Linked DNA regions of Rattus norvegicus: region 1 is linked to region 2. Evidence: chromatin contacts called from public Hi-C data. All regions are on one chromosome and are shown on one strand. Each heading gives the region's core, a stretch centred on a gene start, on an enhancer-like site or on the middle of the called end of the contact. The rest is flanking DNA. Distances are from core to core; before and after follow the strand shown. Region 1 overlaps Ccdc141 (coiled-coil domain containing 141). Region 2 holds the start of Ttn (titin).

Region 1 (6,567 bases), core at 3,889-6,388, 94 kb after region 2:
AATTCCCAAGCCTAGGCTTTCACGTCTGCTCTTAAAACACAGCTGAAAAGAGCAGACCAGGAGGCTAAAAGGAAACGAAATCACGTTTACCACATCCCACCCACTTCATTCCTCAAATTGTGTTTTTGAGTTTCAAGGATATGGAAGATAGGGGGGAAAATGAGAGCCGGGGTCCAACCTCTTTGGGTAAATAGATTTCATCTCCTCATGTTCAAGTGGAAGTGCTGCCTTCCTTTCTTCCTGGCTGATAACCTGCTCCAAGAGCTATGCTGTCTCCCTGGCTTCAAATCCTCACACTTCCCAAATGCGTTCTTTCTCTTTCCCAATGCCCCTCATGCCCACACAGTCCTCAGCTCCCTCTAAGGCACCCACTGAACACACTCATTGACGTGATCCTCCTGGCCCATTGCCCAAGAGCATGGAAACCGGAGCCTGTGCCTTGGATTCAAAAGCTGCCTCTGTCACAAACTGGCTGTGTGATCCTGTTAGTCAGTTTCTTAAAAACCCGTGTCACAGTCACCTTGTCTGTGGAAGGAAAACATTTTTTGTGTTTCATAGAGTCGCTGTGTGGATTAAATGAGATAATGTCCCTAAAGCCCTTGGCACGGTGCCTGGCACATAGCAGGCTCTCACTCAGTGCGAGCCTTTGTTATTAATAGTTACCTTTTATTGGGGGTTTTGTTCAGTGAAATAGCAAGGTCAAAGGGAAAGAAGAACTCTGGTGGGGTTTTTTTTTGTTTTGTTTTGTTTTGTTTTGTTCCTAGAAAGGAAAAAAAAAATGAGGCAATAGAGAAAAAGAAGGCTCTTGAACCCAGGGGGCGGGAAGCCTGGCGGTGAGGGGCTTGAGGGTGGCATTATGTGGGAAGTGTGAGAAGCAGAGCCCCTCCCAGTTTAGTGTTTCTCTCCCCCCTCTTCAGACACACTCAGAGACAAAGCTTTATCATCTTTTAAGTCCTCAGGCTTGGGCTGTGGCTTCACTTCTGGGTGAGCGATGCTGTGTTTGGAATTGCTGTTGAGCGTAATTCAATAGAACCCTTTAAGCCACGTCGTAATGCAGCCACACATCAGAAGCAGAAAATAAAATAAATAAATAAACAAACAAACAAACAAACAGAAGCCTTCGCTCAACTTTTTTTTTTTAACCCGTTTATGGAAACTGTGAAAAACCTTGCTACACCGGGGATAAAACAGACTTTACTCACCGGCAGGAGTCTACTTGGCTGATTAAGGTCCGTCCCTTTTGCAGAGCGGCGGCTGTAGAGTCTTTAATTTCTCTGTGTAATTCCTCATGTTTTGCTGCCAAGGCAGGCAGGCTTAAACCCTCTGATTTAAGGAGCTTAAGGTAATCTTCAACTTTTCCAAGTACATCAAATGCCTGCCAAAGAAAATACCCCATACTTTTATTTTCTACTCTTTTAGTTTAAAACTACATCAATGTGTACACGAAACACTAGCGATTAAACCAGGCCATTCAACTTAGCAGTTTGATCACAGCAACCACGACAAAATAGGTCTTAGTTCGGGGAAAAACAGCAGTGCAGTGCCCACGTAGGGGAACTTAGAGCTTAGTCCAACATTAATAAGTGACAACACCACAAAGTCACCAAAAACCACTCACACTGAGACGATATCTGTATGACACAGATAGCTAAGACGGTATGAAATTCAGAGAGTCAGATTGATAGTTTGCATATTTTATACTGTACACATACAATGGGTGAGCTATTAAAAACTCAGTAGCCTTTCATGGCCTGAATATCTCTGTAATAAGTCTGAAAGGGGGGCTTCCTGAAGAATTATATTTTGAACCTGAAGCACTCGAGAGAGACACCGAGAAAAGTACTTTTGTCCTTTTCCTCCTTGCCTTTAAAATATGACCTTGACCTATTCCAACCAAGGCATCCATATGCCCACAGGAGGGAGATTATAATTCAGTTATGGAATAGTGCAGAGAGCGGGAGCAAAGTAATAGTTTCTGATAGGCTCAATATCAGATATATAGAAAGAACATAGCCCCTTCAAACAAAGGCGCTCCTTATCTTACATTTTTTCCTTTGTGTGTATGAGTCTTTTGCCTCCATACATATCTGTGTATCACTTGCATACCTGGTACCTATGAAGACTACAAGAGGTCATGGGGTTACCTTGACCTGGAGTTGCAGATGGTTGTGAAGTGCTAGGTTGGTATTGGAAACGGAATCCCTGTCCTCTGGAAGAGTAGCCAATGCTCTTAACATCAAGTCATCTCTCCAGCCACCTCTGCTCAAGGTTTTGTCTTAAAATAAGATTTTTAAACTCCATTTTTTTCCTGCATTGGCAAACAGACTGACTGCCCAATGTAGAGGATGGAGTTTACAAAATTAACATGAAATATGAAGGAGCTGTTTATTGGCTATGGAGGCTTAGGTGACATTAAGACACTGAAGCATTTTGCTAGAGGGATGTCTCAGCAGTTAAGAGGGCATACTGCTCTTGCAGCAGACCTGAGGTTTGTTCCTAAAACCCACATTGGGAGACTTACAACCTTCTGCAATTCCAGCTCTAGGGAACCTTATGTCCTCTTCTGGAATTTACAGACACTTGTATTTGTGTTTATATACCCCTCCCAACACATACACTATGCAAATAAAAATAAAATAAGAAAAATAAGGAGGACTGTAATGTTTAAAGATATTTTTAAAAAAGGTAAAGCAGAGTGCAGTCTTTGTCGGTCTCCTGATAGCCATTTCTGACCTTTGGGCTAGAGAGGGAACGAGTGAGTCAATAAAAGGCTGACCATCTAGAGAAGTCGTCTTCCAGTCAGTGCTATTGCAGAAAGCCACCCTTCAGAATGTTCTATACCACTCTGAAGAACAGGTCTATCATAAAAGGTATATAGCACCATGCAACACCAGGTAACACCAGCAAAAGCCTTGAAGTCTAGTCTTTCCAGATTGCTAAGTGGGAATCCTCTGAGGAGAATGGAGAAGGGGTACCCACAGAAGACTGTCAGGGAAGATCCCAGACCATCAGAGACAAGAAGAGGTAGGCTAGTGGAGACCTGAGGGAGGCAAGGTGGGGCTTAGTTCATTCTCACAGAAGACAGTTTGATATGCCCCAAAGTGAACGGCCAAATTCAACTAGACAGAGTTAAAATCTATAGAAATCTCTCAGATGCTCTTTCATGGTGAAATTCTCTTCTTCCTCCAATGTCCTCACATCTTTCAGGTTTGCTCTCTTAGTCACTTAAGTCTTTTAAAGAAACTTTGATACCCAAGGACCCTTTCTTACCTGATCCTGTTTTTCTTGCAATTAGAAACAGAGCAAAGTCAGGCGGTATGCCGATGTTAGAGGATGTGGTTTTATGACTTTCCCATAGCTCACTGAGGCATCACTGAGGAGCAAGCTCTGTTTCTAGGATTTCAATTTTATTTTAAATATGGGGTTGTCTATTTAGGACAAAATGGTGCTTCTTGTTAATCAAGGATAAGATTTAAAGTCAATGCCTAAAGCAAACTTCTGGTGGCTAAAATTACCTTGGCTTCCCTTAAGTCCCACTTACAGTTTAAGGTTGGTGAATTGTTCCGTGTTATATTTGTAGTTTAGATTGACGAATTCCAAGGTCCACCAAGGGAAGAGATAAATGGAAAGTCCACATGTAAAGGTCAGGATGTGGTCTCCTTTCCTCCTTTAAAGAGAAGTCTTAGTATCCTTCTACCAATGGGGGGAGGGATGGAGAATTTATGGTATCTCTTCTTGGTTACAAAGCTAACCTCATTCTGTTTTAATAATAAATCATGCTATGCTCACTGTTGTTTTGAAAATTAAGAAAAATAATGAAAGTAACTAAGAATGAGGACAGATGGGCAGTACTCAGACACCGTTAGCTGCTGTTCTAAATTTTGATCAATCGAACACATCTTTAAAAGAATCTCTTAGAAGAAGGCAGCCACCTGGTGCCTGAATTTCATTCTACGGGGCTTTCTTCTGTGAAAGACCTCTCTCAGACCTCAACCATGGTGTCATCTTCATAGGAGTCAGAGCTAAAAGTGCAAGGCTGTTGGATGCACATGCAGTGTCACTGTGTCTTAGTCACGATGCTATAATAAAGGTATGACTTCCGAAATGAATGAAGATAAACTGAAGGGCCAGCTAGGCACTAGAAATAAGAGTCTTAAATCAAAAGCAAAGGTAACTCATTAGCTTGGAATCAAAGAACTCCGATTTTCTTCCACTGTCTCTTTGCAAATAGGTCAACTGTTAGGAATACATTTCATGGTTTCCTCTACATAATAAAGCAAATGACAAAATATAATAGCAATATAAAGGAGATGACAGGTTTCCTTTCATTAGCTTAACACAAACCTGTGCAGAGTGGACATGTTTCTCTGAGTGGAGGGAGAAGGATCCTATGAAGGAGTTCCTTACTTAATGTTTTAGTTGGATTTTTGTTGTTGCAATAAAACAAGACCAAAAGCACCCTCTGGAGTAAAGAGTTTATAACATCTTAGAGATTAAAGTCCGTCATTTGAGGGGAGACAAAGCAGGAGCTGGAGGCAGGAACTGAAGCAGAGACCAAGGAGGAACACAGCTACTCGCTTTCCTTGTTTTCTGACCCAGGATCGCCTGCCCAGGGATGGTACTGCCTGAGGTGGCTTTGATCCTCCAACAACCATTAATTAAAGAAAATGCTCCAAAAAACATGCCTGTAGGCCAGTTTGATGGAGACAATTCTTCCACAGAGGTTCCCTCTTCCCAGATGACTCTAGTTTGAGTCAGGTTGACAACACTAACCAGCATACTTAGTTTTAAGCATAATAGGGATAGTTCTGTAGACACAAAAATAACAGCTAAACCTTCAGGCTTTGGAAAGAAGTCTTCTTTCAAAATCAAACTCTCTGTGACTGGCTGAATGGTATGCAAAATTCCTCTCTCTCATTCCCGTGTAGAATTTGGTGAGGAATCCATGTGCCAATTCCAGAAATGATCTAAGCATTACCCTTCCCAAAATAGAACGGACCCGATCTCTTATGTACCCGACCTGTAGGGAACTTGATATACTGGATCTCTTTGTTGCAAATACACTACAGAAGGTCTTCCTGCAGATAAGAACACTGTGAGCCTCGGACAGACTCTCTTGGAATTAAAGTCTCCTCCCCCTTGGCCTTTCTTTTCATAGCCTCCTGCTTCTTCAGCCTTATATGTCCAGAGTGAATAAGCATTTATGTCTAGACTGGGGGTTGGGGCAGAGATAAAAGCACAAGGACAGTGTTCTCTCCTGCTGGGTCCCAGGCATCCAAAGCATCTCACATGCTACCGCTCCGTCCCTCCACACAGGGAGGGGACAGGTCAGCTCCTTTGGGCCCTAATTTGGAAAAGATTAAGGAACTGCTTGGCTTTTGTTCTTAAAGAAGCCAATAAAAATCTCCCCTGTTCACTGTGTTAAATGCAGACCCAAGCTCAACTTTACCAAATCAAACATAGATGGTATCGGGGAATGGCATGTTTTACTCTTTTTAAATATCGACAAGACCCATGATTTAAGAACCACGAGCCATCCAGAGTAATTCTGCTGCCATGCTGGTTCCCAAAGACGCTGGTCAATAACAACGTTAGATTTTTGACTAATAAATGTGGAAGAGTCAATATTAGGAAACAGCAAAATGACACACCCTGGAAAACACCCAAGGACACAAAACAGCTTCGGATCAGAGCCCCTGATCCCACTGCCTTCAGAGAGTCCGATCTCCTCTGGGCGGCTTATATAAGGACCCACGTCTTCACTTTCCTTCCCTAAGCAGCACCTCAGACACCCGCTGGTGGCTCAGGCTGCTGAAGTAACTCATGTTCAGGACGTTTGACCAAAATTGTTCCCGCTTGCAAACCAATGAAGAGGTGTAACTGGATTTCAGGTCCCCTTTCCCAATTCTCCACTGCCCCCATGGGTTCCTACTTTCTCAAAGTTGTTTTGCTGCCCCGCACCATCCCTTCCGGTCTCCGGGTAGACAGTGGTCCTATTAAGCTGTATTTAAAGGCATTTGTTGCGCAGCAGGTTTTCTCCACAAGCTGAAAAATGCTGGAAAAGAAGCTTTAAATCGAATGCGTGTGTCAGCGGTGTTTTATCCATAAGAGAATGAAGGAAATTTACATACTGACGTCTTAGGCTTCCTGAGGCAAATTCATCTTACAGATGAAATGAGACTCATTAAGTAGAACTTTAGGTATCTCAAGTCTATTCACTATGTTTTTCTTTCATCTTCATTGACTTAAGTGATTTTTAGGATGACCTTTGTTCTATTCATAAGGGAAATCATCGCGTGTGAATTGTTTCTGTTTTTAATCCCTTCAAGGAATATCCAGCAATATCTATGGACTAGAGACTCAACTGCGTGATGCACATAGATTTGCCACATTAGAGTGGCTGAAGCAATGTGGAATGCATATGGAATGACAGAGCTAGGGCAAGTGCTCTGATGTGCATTCACTCAGCAAGCCCTCAGCTGGGCTACACCCTAGTCCTGTATCACCATACTGGGATGGGCTGGAGATCCTGGAAGAACGCAGAATTAGGATTTCTACTTTACAAAT
Region 2 (6,789 bases), core at 3,131-5,630:
GACTGAAGTTTCACTATATTTCCAAGGTCTCTCAGCCATCAGTGGTACAAATTTGGGTAGAACTTTCATCTTCTATCCTCTGGTCAGTGCTCTATGGGCTTTAGTTCCGGAGACATCATTAGAATGATGAGAGGGGTTCCTAAGCATGGAGAGCTGTGGAAACTTTGAAGGAGAAAGTGACAGTTGCCATCTCTGAAAACACGAGGCAGCGAGGCCATCTTACAGCTCTGCCTCAGAAGGGCATGCTTGGTCCCCTCCTCTGCTGTCTCAGGGACACCGTCCAGAATGTCTCTGCAAATGTCACTGCAGCAAAAATGTCCTCACAGGGGCAGGCTGTTCCTCATGTTAACTCTAGAGCCAAACCCAGTCTTCCAGTGAGAGGAAAGCCAGATTCCCTTCCCTCACTGCTAGAACCATATCGGTGGTTTCATGTTTCATTTAAGTCTAGTGTGTTCAGAATTTGGAAGGCTACTTCAGGAAAGGTTTACTTTGCATCTGACATAAATGCTTGTGACTGCTGTCCTTGAGACAGGAGGCGATGGTATTAGCATGTTCCTGTGTTGTCCTTATATCAACTGACCTCCCATTATGGGAGAGTGAAGTTTGTTAGACTAACTTGATGGTGTCAGATGTCAACCGTGACGTATCTCTAAGAGCTTGAAGGCTCATAATTAGAAGGAATTGAGGATGCGAATATGCCAGCTCACTGCTACACAAAGGAGAAAATCCCCAGACACCATGTGTGCTCTGCTCAGTTTAGAAGTTACAGAGGACTTGAAGAAAAACAAGCGAATCATTTGGGATTAAGAGTTCATCATGCAAGAGGAAAGCTGAACTGATTTCCATCGATAGCAGATGGGTGAAGTTATGATGTTTTTGCAAAGCATTATGAAGTAGGTAAGACACACATAATACAGAAAAAGGAAATGGAAAGAAAGCTTTAGTTAATATCTTTATTACAAGCATACATTTTAAAAAGATAGAGAAAATGTGTTCACCACAGGGATACATTAAATTATGAACTAATCGTGAATATCAGTTAACCCTATAACCTTACACAGCCAGTTATGTATGGTACTATAGAAGAAGACAGATTGATTAAATCATTTTGAAATTAATAACAGTACAGTTTACAGACAAGGCCCACTTGTTATACATCATGCAAGGTCTAGAATCATCCCTAAAACAAGAGATGAAGAAAAAAGAAATGGGTGAATTTCCTTTTAAATAAATTGGGAAAATGTTTGTACCCTTTTGAATAAAGAAGCTAAAAAAGAGAGACGATATTATGTCTTGCCATTCATTACAAAAGGGAGTTCTTTAATTCACTAGAGTAATTTAATAAAGATGGAAAAACAACAAAATAAATATCATGAGTAGTCACTGTGTCTGCTCCTATGGAAAGTTGTGATGAATGCCTTATATACATATAAATATATAATTGCATGTATTTACAATATATAGTATATATTTACTATAACATTTATATATTAAATTATATAATGTTAAATTATATCATATATTTGTGTATTTAATAATGATACATAAAATATACATTTTATTAAATATGGTATATAAAACGTGTGTTTTATATGTATAAAATTGGGGTTCCCAGACTATCTACCAAGAATCTCTGTCACTGAATCCCACAGTACTAGGGTTCTAGTCTGTCAGGCTGGATCTGCCCCCGAACCCAAATATAGAATGACCAAATTTGATTCTTCTTAGTTGCTGGATTCTGACAGCAAATTTTAACCTAATGCTAATTATTTTTGCTTTGTAGAACTATAAATATGAATAAAACATTTTCAAAACATTTTTAAGTCATTATATTGTCAGCATCCTGTGAATGGTGTGCCCTTAAAATGACCCTTCTGTCGTGTTATGCCAATTTTACATAGTAAAAGCAGCTTTTAAACTTGGTTTCAAGACAAAGAGAACGTTCCGTGTATTGGAGGAGGCAGGTGGAAGGGGAAGGGAAAGCCTTCATAAGAGCTTACCACTAATGTGAGCCTCAAAGGTTGCGGCACTACCCTCCAGTACCACAACACTTTGTAACGGCTGCGTAAACGTCGGTGCTTGAGTAGTCATCTTTTTAGGCACTCTGGAAAGAAAAAAAGAAAAACCCAGTAAGAATATTGATGCTCAAGGCCCCTCAGCATCTTCTTGGTGGAGACAGACATGTATTTCCCCAAATGGATTTGTCCAGTATGAGGCACTAGAGCAAGAGGACACCTTCTCCTGGTTGGACAAACAGAGCAAGGAGCGCCCCCTAGTGGTCAGAGTCGGAACATTCGCTCATACTAACACCGAGAACTCAGGTTGGGCCAGAGTGAAAGGGAAAACCATGCTAGAACACAGGAGCAGCCAAGGGATTTCAGAGTCGTGGTGTGACAAATGAACCTTTGCATCGACACAGCGTGTAAGACACAATCGCATAAACAACAGTTCCCTCCCCAGCAGTTCTCACGCGTAGTGCCAGCGTTTTATAAGGTGACCTTGCTTCAGGCTCTGTCCCCTTACTTAAAATCACCGCCCAAACGAAAAAATCTGTACTTTGCAAGCAGTTGGCTGACTTGAAAAGTGTTGGCAAGTGTTTTCTCCTCCTCAAGCTTTTTGCTCTTTCCGACAGCATGAGGAGCTTCCCACACCCTAGTATTTCTGTACATTGTATGCAATGGCACAGTTAATGCCGTTGAAGTAATATTCAGGAAGAATATGTAACAGGCCAAAGTTTATTATAGGTCTGAAAGAAAAATGCAGCCTTGAGTTCTTCACATGAACGGAGCTGTGTGTGAACCGAATAACGGAGGGCTGGTGGGAATTGTTCATCGGAATAAAAAGATCTGTGCTTCATTATGTGAAATATTCAACAACAAAAAGAAAAAAAAAACGAGTAAAATTTGCAGTTAAGCCCTTTTGTAAGTGGAGGAAAGTATTTCATCTACCATTTTCTGAGACTACATGAGAAAATTCTTATGCATAAATACCTAAGTAGTTCCTTGAAGCACACCAATGTTCTGACATTAAAGGGCAGAATTGCCAATTGCCTCATTCTTATCCTTCACAACGGTCTTTGTTCACTAAATGTTACCCTGCAATATCCTTCTTAGTCCTGTAACTGATTTTTTTTTTTTGAGACAAAATTCATACCCCATAAAAATCCAGATGTCACCCAAAAATTTCCAGGAACCATTTCTCAGGAACTCTTGCTTCCAGCACGTTATCTTTCGGGTGAACACATCTTATGTCTAGTTTTTCCTGTCTGCAAGCCAGTGTATTCTCAAAAAATAGCTATCTCCTTAGATAAACCACGTATAATTATGTATTTATCTAATAACGGGCATTTACAATTTGTAATCTAATCCCAGGAAGATAGGAAATCAAAGTGTATTTAGAAATTAAGAATCTTTTATTTCTTACCCTTTTTAGCATTAACATTATCTCACACCATATAACTGGATTGTGGGTTGAATTAAAATGCATAATGAGATTTGGAATCTTCTAGAAAGCAATTCTATAGCTTCATTGAAAACTTATAAAAATGTTGGGAATTAAAGAGCCCAGATAGGTTTGATATTCTCATTGTCTAGGAAGACTAAATTTATTTCTGTGAGCACTTGCTTCTTGGAGGCCTAAGGCTGCAGGCATGCATCTCAAATGTCACACTCCCAAAATAAACCATCCGGCTTGACTGACAGCAGACAAGTGTTCTTCCACAGTCCGCAACAGATACCTTAGCAGTTGATTCCCTTAAAAAGTCACTGGGTGTAGCTGATGCCACATGGGTTTTCTCTGTGCTATTCTTGGCCTGCCTTGCTTTATCACCTGGTCACATGACCTTGTACATTCTCCACAGACAAGTCTACTAAGGAAGCAAACATTTAAGCCCCCACTTCAGACTCCTGGTTCTAGGGCATCTCTTTAAAAATCAGAATGGTTGACTATGGTTATAGGCATAAGTACTTGATTTCTCTCTCTCTCTCTCTCTCTCTCTCTCTCTCTCTCTCTCTTTCTTTCAGAAAATGTACATTTCAAAACCAAATTTAAAATGCAGATTCACACTGTAGGTCAGCAAGATGAAACCTTTAACAGAAGGCATTCGTGGCTCAAATCATCAAATAGCAACCAATCAGAAAGAGGTCTAGGAGTCAAACAAACTGGTTCTCACTCACCTGATTTCTCAAGAGTGCCCAAAAAGGGTGGGACCAAGCCCAAGGTTCTGAAACGACGTCCTACGTAGAGTTGGTTTTTCCAACCATCTCCGACATGAATCGGTGAGCCTCTAACCCTCCAAACAAAACCACACAGTCAGGACTGTGTAGTTTTGTTTTCTATGCAATCCCTACACCCGAGGCGAGGTGGGAATGCGCGACTGCTCCAGAGCCAGGGGCTGGCTGGCCCTTATATTTCCCAGATCTGCTGACAGCCCAACATCCTTAGAGCCTGGCTCTGTGATTGGCTCCGTTAGGAAGGCATGATGGGAGAGGACCTATTTGGGAGTAGCACAAACCACCTGTTCCTCTGATTGGCAGTGCTAAATTTAGCCTTTTAGAAGAGGCTTTACCGAGGAAATAGAATTGTATTTTAAAAACGACCTCAACAGGGGCTCAGAGACAGGAGTGTTTGTTGCAAACGTGAAAAATCTACCCAGGTGGACCTGAAGCCAGAATGTGACAAAGGATAAAACTTTTGGACATTTGTAGATCTAAAAGAATCCTGAACTTGAGCCCGGTGCTCTGTGAGTCAGGCTCCACTTCTGTTCCCTGCCCTCTAAACCCAACCAAATGGACCTGCCAATCATGACAGCTGATGAAGTAATTTATATCATACATAGGTTTCATCTTCTCTGATAAACTTAGCACTTGAAGAGAACCCATTTGTCCTGTTGGTTCTATGGAATAGCCACCCCAGTGTTAGTGAGTTATGTGTGGCACAGTTCTGCAGGAAATAAGACCCAAAGGCAAAGTCTGCATAATGTATGCAGTGCACTGTATGGGACAATGCCTTTGCTCTAACGAGAGTTCATTTTTGCCTGCCAGTAATATTTACCGATACCCACAGGCTGCCCTTGCTGCCTGGTGAAGTCCAAGCTTAAACTATCCACAGTGTTGTTTTACTCGGTGTAAGGTTAGTACCAGGGTGAGCTCCTAATCTCTGCAGCTCGCTGTCACTAATGGGAAGTGCTTAGGGCATGATATACTTGCTATTTTAGGAGTGAATTTAATTTCAAGCAACAGACAGTTCAAATACAAAAGATCATATCAAACAGCCTTTGTTGTGGCTCAACTCAGGGATTTGTAAAATTCTGCTTAGAGCGGAGAAAATTGACTCATTGATAAAGGAAAGACACTTTTATCAATAAAGTAGACTAAAAAAATTAAATTTTAAGTTAGGTTTCCTTATGTTTGTAATTAAAAAAAAAAGTTCCCTGTTGTGGGATAAATTGGCCTTGCAGTCGACTTTGAACATTTTGAGGCTTTTCTGTCTCCTGCTTACCTATAGAGTGATAGTTCATTAACATTTAACAGCTTCAATTTACCAGCGACTGTCAGTGGTGCAGCTCTGATAACAAGCTGACACCACCCGTCCTTATTTAAACAGCTATCTCCTTCACCTAAGTGCTGCCTTCTGTCCTGGAGCCACCAAGCCCCACCCCCACCAGACTGTGCCTGCTATAACTCACTCCATCCCTTTCTTCCCTAAGGGGCCCGCTTCATGTTGTGTACCTTGACAATGACTCCCAAGAATCCAACAGAGACTCCTGATAAAAGGGAACATGTCAGTCATAATAGGCAATAAGTCAACTTTTTGTTTGGGGTGCTCAAAATAATTTGCTATTTATTTAAAATTCATCTGTGCATTTATTTCTCTCTCTCTCTCTCTCTCTCTGTGTGTGTGTATGTGTGTGTGTGTGTGTGTGTGTGTGTGTGTGTGTGTGTGCAGTATATATGTTTCTAATCTGGAGTATGTCAGTGTCCTGTCATGTTTAATCAGGGCAAGTCCAGCCATCTTAGTCCTGGAAACTACAACTAACAACTGAACAACTGACTAGAGATCCGGAGCCCAGCCCAGCACAATTCCGGGAGCAGATAAGCCATGAAAACACATCATATATTGCAAGCCTAAAGTCATGTGTGTCTCCTCCTGAGCTGCCTGTCTGTCCGCTGTCCTTGAACTTTCTAGACCTTTCAGTATGGCTGAGGTACTTGCCTTTGGGTGCTCATGTTTAGAGAACGCTCAGAGTTAAGAAGGAGAGAGGGAGAGTGGGGAAGGGAAAGGGAATCAGCAAACACTCACGCAGTGCCATGAAAAGAGGCAGGGTGACTGATCTCTGAACAGTATCAGAATGTGTCTAGCACCACGGGAAGCATTAGCTTTTGCATTAAGTATGGCAGAGTTGGAGCCTAGCAAGTCGACCCGTTGGAAATGAGCCGCTTCTCAGACTGAGGAGTTTGCTGATGCTGTAAGATCTCCATTTAGTATCCTGACTAGGGAGTCACACAGATAATCCCTAACAGCTGCTAATTCAAATATAATGCCTACTTAGTTTCGGAATGTGTGGCGCGATTCTCCCTTTGAGCATCGCAGTCAATGTAATTTAGTAAATATTTTATCAAACACATGCTCAGTGCTGAACAGTTTAAATTATTGTGACTTACAGTCTGTCACTCTTTCCTGGCAACTAATATGGACTGGGTGGTGACTTTGTGCCCAGCCTTGTGCTAGAGGTCAGTGGCACCCTCAGAGAAGACAGCCTCGTTGTTTAAACTCCTATGGAAGAAGGTC

Evidence for each region. Hi-C and Micro-C count contacts between places; a contact is called where the count stands out from the background.
Region 1: a contact with region 2 is called in a Hi-C map of the A7r5 cell line, with 2.3 times the contacts expected there. The contact joins the enhancer-like site here to the promoter of Ttn in region 2. A contact is called at or near these places in 5 of 12 Hi-C or Micro-C datasets (the A7r5 cell line, frontal cortex, hepatocytes and 1 more).

Annotation. Positions count from the first base shown.
Region 1 is chr3:82,421,038-82,427,604 of GRCr8, forward strand. It overlaps Ccdc141 (coiled-coil domain containing 141), which reads right to left. Exons shown (of 25, transcript XM_003749494.6): 9 at 1,203-1,375. Among named protein-coding and RNA genes, the nearest start is that of Ttn, 92 kb to the left of the region's middle. Within about 2 kb of position 5,139, at least 10 of the 93 cell types and tissues checked have an H3K27ac peak or open chromatin away from gene starts, as enhancers often do. A contact at or near this core is called in the A7r5 cell line, where this site is marked.
Region 2 is chr3:82,327,730-82,334,518 of GRCr8, forward strand. It overlaps Ttn (titin), which reads right to left and starts at 4,381. Exons shown (of 297, transcript NM_032068.1): 1 at 4,176-4,381; 2 at 2,001-2,104. The coding sequence starts at 2,091.